2 separate regions of the Sus scrofa genome follow, and region 2 is linked to region 1. A link is a contact called in public HiChIP or PLAC-seq data. All regions are on one chromosome and are shown on one strand. The core of a region is the stretch at or near the end of the contact, and the rest is flanking DNA. Distances in the headings are between cores, read along the strand shown. Region 1 overlaps MCF2L2 (probable guanine nucleotide exchange factor MCF2L2). Region 2 holds the start of B3GNT5 (UDP-GlcNAc:betaGal beta-1,3-N-acetylglucosaminyltransferase 5).

Evidence for each region. HiChIP or PLAC-seq counts read pairs in DNA pulled down with a chosen protein or histone mark.
Region 2: a contact with region 1 is called in an H3K27ac HiChIP or PLAC-seq map of alveolar macrophages. The contact joins the promoter of B3GNT5 here to the enhancer-like site in region 1. A contact is called at or near these places in 5 of 47 Hi-C or Micro-C datasets (adipocytes, blood, fetal heart ventricle and 2 more) and 2 of 2 datasets of contacts at active chromatin or transcription factors (alveolar macrophages and skeletal muscle).

Annotation. Positions count from the first base shown.
Region 1 is chr13:121,138,526-121,142,562 of Sscrofa11.1, reverse strand. MCF2L2 (probable guanine nucleotide exchange factor MCF2L2) reads left to right here. Exons shown (of 27, transcript XM_021069898.1): 26 at 3,377-3,421. Among named protein-coding and RNA genes, the nearest start is that of LAMP3, 23 kb to the right of the region's middle. Within about 2 kb of position 2,067, at least 9 of the 83 cell types and tissues checked have an H3K27ac peak or open chromatin away from gene starts, as enhancers often do. A contact at or near this core is called in alveolar macrophages and skeletal muscle, where this site is marked.
Region 2 is chr13:121,204,061-121,208,004 of Sscrofa11.1, reverse strand. It overlaps B3GNT5 (UDP-GlcNAc:betaGal beta-1,3-N-acetylglucosaminyltransferase 5), which reads right to left and starts at 1,304. Exons shown (of 3, transcript NM_214327.1): 1 at 1,169-1,304. All of the region lies in intron 15 of MCF2L2 (probable guanine nucleotide exchange factor MCF2L2), which reads left to right.

The DNA.
Region 1 (4,037 bases), core at 818-3,317:
TCCATAGGACAGCCTCTTGAAGACAGGGGTGAGTAGCAGTTTGAATGTGAGACTGAGGGGTTGGGGTGCTAATCTAAACTCAGTATGTATCTTAAAGCAATGGCCATTTTATGGCACTGTGCCCCCAAGCACGTAGAATATATGAATCTGGGAGCAAGAGGTTGATGAGTTGTGACCTTATTCATTACCATACTTTTAGTGACGCATGTGGGGAATTTGTCCTCCCCGTCCCTGCAACTTCAGCCTCAGTCAGTCTAGAGGTCTTGGTTCCCTGGGGGAACATTTCCACCAGGGGACATAGTAAAAGTCCTACTTAAATCTATGTCTGAAAAAAAAATAAAAGTGGAGTTCCTACCATGGCTCAGTAGGTTAAGAATCTGACAACAGCGGCTTGAACTGCTGCAGAAGCATTAGTTTGATCCCTAGCTGGGTGCAGTGGGTTGAAGGATCTTGCATTGCCACAGCTGCAGCATAGGTGGCAGCTGCAGCTCAGATTCAATTCCTGGTCCAGGAACTTCCAAGTGCCATGGGTGTGGCCATTAAAAAAATAAATCTACATCTACCTCCTGCTACCCCACTTGTCCTTAGGTTGTACCTTTGTTCCCTTCCTCCTCATCTGGCACTTCTGCTGGTAGCATACGAAGTGGGTGTCCCAGCACCCACTTGTCTGGCTGTTGTTCTTTTACTAGTCCATTTACAGTTACATCCAGGCAAGAGAGTTCTGGGAGATGTCCCAGTGGATCACAGGAGCACCAGATGTGTTCCTCTCTGCTTCTTCTTTTTTTTTTTTTTTTTTGCTTCTGCTTTTTAGGGTCGCACCCACAGCATATGGCAGTTCCCAGGTTAGGGGTCAAATTGGAACTACAGCTGCCAGCCTACGCCACAGCCACAGCAACATGGGATCTAAGCCGCATCTGCAATCTACACCAGAATTCATGGCAATGCCAGATCCTTAACCCACTGAGTGAGGCCAGGGATCAAACCCACATCCTCATGGATCCCAGTCGGGTTTGTTAACCACTGAGCCAGGAAGGGAACTCCACCTCTCTGCTTCTATTAGGTAGCAGCCTGACTGTCTCGATGATCAGGGATCAATGACTTCCTTGAGCATGGCAACCATTTGCTTTGGGGTTGGGGGGGAGGCTTTATATTTTAGTCTTACTGAAAATTTCTCATTAAATCTCTGATGAAACAGGCAAGGCTTTTGTTAAACCCAACTAGACACATCAGAGGGCACCTGGTTGCTGATCTAGGTGCTTGTTTCCCAATTGTGAAATTTCTTTGACCCCAGCTCCTTGCAACCCTAAAAGTCTACAACAGCAAACGCAGACTTCCCCAGAAGCTGGCAGGGACTTTGACAACTGAAAATGCACTAAAGGAGTTCCCTTGTGGCTCATTAGGTTAAAGATCCCATGTTGTCACTGCTGCAGCTCAGGTCACTGCTGTGGTATGGATTCTATTCCTGGCTCAGGAACTTCCACATGCCATGGGCACAGCCAAAAAGAAAAAAGGAGAGAGGAACGAAAAACAAAAACAAAAACAAAACAAAAAAAACACACAAAAAAAAAAGTGCTGTGAGACTATATGGAATCTGAAAGCAAATCATTGAATACTTAGGCATGATTCCCTTTCTCTTGACCAAAGACAGGTAGGTATAGGAAGTAAACACTTCACATATAGACCAGCCTAGACATTGAAGTTCATGCTCTAGGGCACCAAGCAAAAGATCCTTATTTAGCCTGGTACCCTTGGAAACATCCTGGAGCTCTTGCCTGATGTAAGCTCTGGAGAGCTGCTGGGATGAATTAGGCCGAGTGTGACCCCACTGGTTAACTCCTAGAAGGCAGAGAAAGAGCACAGTTACCAGCATAGCACACGGTTAAGGACTCAAGCACTGAGGGCTTACAGACTTCAGCTCCATCTCTTTGGATGAATTACGTAACTTTGTTGTGCTTGAATTATTTTCATCAATTATTTTACAAAATAGAGGTAATACTATATATCGTCTTGCTGTGAGAATTAAATGCAATGAAGTCCTTAGGCTGGTGACCAGATTGCTGTTAGCATATTATATAGCAACCAGCTTCCTGTTTGTTCCTCCAATAAAGGGAGGGAAAGCCCATGGGCGTAGGCATCACTTTAAGGCTTCCAATCCCTATCCCCCAGGTGAAAATGGTGTACTTGAGTTCATATGATAGAGATGGTCCCCCTTTAAAAGCTGTAATTGTCAGGAGTAAAGGAAAATCTGGTTTGAAAAAAATAGGAAATAGTTTGCCCTTTTGAAAGTTATGTGCGGACTCTACAGTTGTCCCTTTCTGCCACCTAGTGGACAGCAAGGGGAAAGCCATGATTTTATCTTCAAAGTCCAAAAACTTTTATTCTGAGGAAGACAGTTTAAACTCACTAATGGGCTCACCTGTTAATAAAGTTCAGTAATTTTTTTAAAGAAAAATAAAAGATCAGGGAGTTCCCTTCATGGCTGAGGGATTAATGAACCCGACTAGGAACCATGAGAATGCAGGTTCAACCCCCGGCCTCACTCAGTGGGTTAAAGATCCAGCCTTGCTGTGAGCTGTGGTGTAGGTCACAGACATGGCTAGGATCCTGCATTGCTGTGGCTGCAGTGTAGGCTGGCAGCTGTGGCACCAATTCAACCCCTAGCCTGGGAACTTACATATACCATGGGTATGGCCCTTAAAAAAAAAGAAGAGAAAAATAGATCAGGATTTTAAACACCAGGTACTAAATTAAATTCCCTAAATATTTTAGGATTTATGTAGTGTGTGCTAAACATCATCCACTAAAGGAAAAGAGAATACGTGCAGTCCTTATCAGCATGAATTTTCATGACCCACCTTTCCTGTTTTTCCTGCCCTTCTCCACCAATACTCTCTCTGCTTATTCTGGTACATGAATTGGGCAGGGCCGAGACTCAGGGTATATCTTCTCCACACACTGCTAGACCTGAGCTGGCACCAGGGTCATTCTGGTCGTTTTCCAAAAATGCAACTATCACTTGAAATTTTGCTGTAATCAAATCGAATATTTGTCAAGGGCCTGTATGTTTGGTTTAGTTTTTTGTTTTTGTTTTTGTTTTTTGTCTTTTCTAGGGCTGCACCTGCAACATATGGAGGTTCCCAGGCTAGGGGTCTAATCGGAGCCGTAGCCACCGGCCTACACCACAGCCACAGCAACGCAGGATCCTTAACCCACTGAGTGAGGCCAGGGATTGAACCCGCCACCTCATGGTTCCTAGTCGGATTCATTTCCGCTGCACCCCGTCGGGAACTCCTGGTTTAGTTTTTCTAGGGAGAGTATATGTGTGCATGTGTGGGCACTCTGCTTCCTTTTTTCACCATTATGTTTCCTCCCCCAGATGTTTATGAGGATGAAGACAATGGCAGACAAATATCTTCCAAATGTGAGTAACAGTAGTACGCTTGGAGTACCCAGAGCTCTTCTGAGATCCTCTCTTTAGTATTATTGTAATTACTATTAATCATAACAAGTATTATTTATTAAATTCCTAAGATGTACCAAATACAACAAAAGACTGTCCATGAGCTGCACTTTCCTCCCCTGCAAAACCAGACGCCTTGGCTGAGGGACATTCTCCAAGGCTCAGAGGTTCTAAGACTTCTGGGTTTCTTCCAAGAGCCATGGAGGATACGGGTGAAAAGAGTATTCTCTCTGCTCCAAGAGCCCAGGACCTGCGGGGAGACACAGGAGGGCTCACCCAGGGCAGATGCCCTTTGCCTCAGAGAAACTCTCCCCCAGAGGGACTTGTGAGGAGATTGTGGGTGACCCCACCACCTCCCGCAGCCCTTCGCCTCCTCTGTCTCCAAGCATAGAACAGAACAAAGTAATAGAACAGAGGAGGACGTCATACGTTGTAAGCTGAGACTGTCCCACAAACACTGCTTTTAAGTTTATAAGTGTATTTATGTGTGTGACACTGTGCTGGGATGTCACATGTGCACCTCCCTGCAGTCACACTCTAAGGGGTATGGAAGACCCTGCCCTAGACTAAACTCGGG
Region 2 (3,944 bases), core at 55-2,554, 66 kb before region 1:
TTTTAGCAGCGCGGCGCAGCGGCAGCCTGGCGGGAGCTCCCTAGAGAAGGGGATCCCTCCCGGCCCTGGGAAAATTCACCCCCACCAGAGCTCCGGGTCTCCCAGCCTACCTGCTGCACCTGGGCTGCTTCTCGACCGGGAGCCACGGTCGCCGGGCGCCCGCCAACAGGCCGGAGCGAACAAAGGGGCTCCGGACAGGGAACGCGCCTCCTTCGCCGCCGCGCTCCCGGGCGGCGGGCAGCCTACCCTACGGCGGGTAGGGCTGCCTCCGCTTCCCGACGCCCGGCCGCGCGCGCCCCAGGCCGGGGCAGCAGCCAGCTCTGCTCCAGCGGCGGCTCCCCGGCCCCAGTGTGTATTCAGACCTGAAGTCCTCCAGCCACCGTGCGAATGCGCGTGCCTTCACCTCCTCACAATTCTTACCCCCTCGGCCCTAGAGACCTCGCCTGGCCCAGAGGAAGCAGAACAGACTCCGACTCTCCTTTCCCGTGGCCCGGGATTTGCTCCTGCGGGGAGACGCTGCGAGGCAGCCGGGCCAGGCAGGGGCGGGGCGGAGGCCGGGCGGCCCGGAGCCTTCACTGCGGACTGGGGGAGCCTGTCTGCCCGCACGGAGAACAAACCAGTTGAGATTTATTCCCGCTGAGCGGGCTAGAACTTCCCCCATTTAGCGATCCGGAAGAGAAGACCACATTTCCACTCACTAGGGACCTGGGCCCCTGCTAGGATGCGGTGGGCTGCAAAGCATTTTTTAAAATAGTGCAGTTGATCACATATATGAATTCCATATGAAACAACTGGTCTCCATACACTTTTCATTAGGAGATAGTATTTGTTAGACAACTGATCCATTTGTTCAGAACACGCATCAGTTTACTCTTCTAGGAAATGTAAGTTCTGAGTTGTACTTCGAGCACCTTATTTTCCTTTTAGGAGCAAGAATTCTAAGGGCAGGCTAGTCTTTAAAAGATCTCTTGTAACACCACTTATGCCTCAGGCTTCTGGGGGCCTCGGTAACAAAAGAAGGGAGCTAACATACAGCAAACTAGAGCTTCACGACGGCGGTTGGTTTTAAGAAATCAGTGGGGCGGTTGGGGAGAGACTCCCCCCTCCCCGCAATGAGTTCACTTTCAAGCCCAGCTCAATTTCAAACGGAGCTTAAAGCAGAACTCACCAAGACCAACATCAGCTCCTTAAACTCCCAAAACGGAGGTCGGCTCTCCTTCCGGCAGCGGAGCGAGTCATTGATTTCAGGAACAAAACTTGCCCGTTTTAAATCGTGAGCCGGGGCTGGACGGCCAGCGCTGCGCTCGCTTCCCCAGCGAGGAACTGGCTGGAACGGGCAGGTCTTGGCGGACCCAATCAGGGGTTCCGGGCGGAGGGCGGGGGCGCGGCTGGGCTGGTGTGCGGTGTGCAGCATTTCCTGCACCTTCTTGGCGTCACTGCAAAACCCAGACTGGCCTGTCCCTTCAACACCACCCCAGTGTGTTGGTGAAGGCAGTGAGCCCCACCCCAGTCTGTTGTCCGTGCATAGGAACTCCAGGAAATGCTTCTCCCCATCTCTTCAGTTAATTGAGATCATTTTACTCAGATCATCAGCTGTGAGCCAGGATCTGTATGTGTCCTCTTTGAGCCGTTTTTTCCCAATTCAAAATACTAATGCATGTAATTAGACCAAATCAGGAGAATATGAATTTCCACTAAAGGGAAGAGATTATAAATAAATCCTTTATGGGTCTGGTTTCTTGTTCCCCAAATATTGTTCTAGCGTCCTCCTGTAGAACAAACATTATCATTTAACAGAGGTGATATTTTGAACAGCTTTGTAATTGTATGTATTTGAGAACATGACAGAAAATAAAAGATTAACCCATATTTCAGTAAAATAAAAGTTTTGGATTTGTGACTGTGAAAGGAAGATGACAGGTAATGACTTAAAAGTAGATTACTGAGTCAATTTGAAAGTGTAAACATAACATTGTACTTGTTATTTCAAACCAGATTTTTAAGAAGTTTTAAAAGTAGTTTCTTTAAGCTCCTTAAAATATTTTCAATTATGCAGTTATTTCCTTTCATATATTACCTGTAGAGAGCATGGCTTGGTGCTGCCTTTATCAACTCAGAGACTGTAGTGCCAAATGGCATGTCCAATCACAGAAGTATTTATGTAATGTGATTTGTAAGGGAGTCACTGATAGTGACCTTTAAAAAGCTGATTCATTGTTAGTGCAGTGCAGATCACTCCCTTTATGCAAAATAAAATCCTGATGCTAAGCCCATAGACATAACCCCTAGGTATCATATGTGTATTCTGTATTTATGTACAAATGTTCATTATCATTATATTCGTGTCAGGTCGCTTGAAACTAGGCCCACATGGGTGCAGGTGTCAGCACATGTATATTCCACATGCTCGAACACATCGGACTGTACCCACCAAAAATACAAACTGACTCAAACATTGATAAATACATATAAAAATCATATAGTCACATCAGCTTATATGGAGATAGACAACACAGGCAAAGGATTAGAAGGAGGTCAGGATATTGGTGATAGGATGTGGGGCTTTTGGTGGGAGGTGGGGAGAGGGTGTGGATGGGAGATGGAGAGGAGCAGAGTGGCCCAGAATGCCTGTCCTGGTGCCTGCGTACTACATGGGAACAGCTCCTCTGCCCATCTGGGAGGATGCCTGTGGCAGGCTGGCTCCCTTTCCACCTCAGAGGGAGAGGAAGAGAATGATAGACTTGATGGTATAGAATGAAGTTCTCAGTTTCTTTTATTGGGAGGGAGTGTGTGAAAATTTTGAAATTAGTTAGAGATAAAATTAACTGATAGCAGTGATGCTAATTTGACCGTCACGAGGAAGGAGGACAGAATTGCCTTGCCCTCCGTGTCTATAGTAGCCGCTTGTGAACCAGTACAATTAGATTTATAAACAACTTTCAACCTCACTGTCAGGTAATCGTTTCACAGAGCGCTAGAGGACTATGGAGAGTTGCTGGAAAAGGAAAACTGTAGCATCAAGATGGTAAACTTTAGAGAATGGGGGAATTCAATTTGCATGTTAAGAGTTAGAAGGGGGACGATAAGACAGAGAAAGAGCAGAGGGAGAAGCAAATGTAGGAAAGAGGATCAGAGAGTTGGGCATGTATCATTAGTTGTAGGGAAAGAAGACTGAAACTTGAGTACAAGAGGACCCAGGAAATGGTTGGAGCCAAAGAAACCCAAAGAAGGGACAAGTGTTACTGAAATCCTGCAAGGAGAAGTAGGTTTGATAGCTGACTCCTTAATGCCTAACAGAGCTGAAGCATATCACTATAGTGCTAGGCTTGACTTGTTTGGCTTAATTTGCTCTTTCTGTAGAAGATAGATTTCCTCACAGATTCTGCACAGGCCCTGTCCCATGAATTCAGACACACCACAGGCTGTGTGTTCTGAATCCAATGAACATTTATGCAAAACCAGAGATGCTAGAGAGATAGAGAGGAATCTTGACCTAGCTTCCTGCTGGCCACAGGTTTGGGCAAGTGACCCAACTTCTCTGTGCCCTACGACAATTCCTGCCTGCAAAGGTGCAGTGAGGTCTGACAACAGAAACAATAATGTATGTGAATTGCTGAGCATGGCGTCTGGGCATCCTCACAGACTGGGTGGGCAGCTGTCAACCTCATGCTCATGACAGTCTGCAAGAATTTCCTCTCACTTGGTCTTCATGCTCTACCCCATCATCATTGTTGTAAAAGGATCTGTGTTTCATAAATCTCTTGAGATACACCTTCTGTTAACACAAAATCAGCAGTTAAAACGATGCAACATCTCCTTAGCTGCTTCTTCCTCCTTGACTGCTCACCAGCCCCTCCTACCCCCACATATATCCTTGTGGGCATTCTTTTCTCACCACACTTGCTCATTGGTGAACTCATCTGTTGGTCTGAATCTCTGATTTA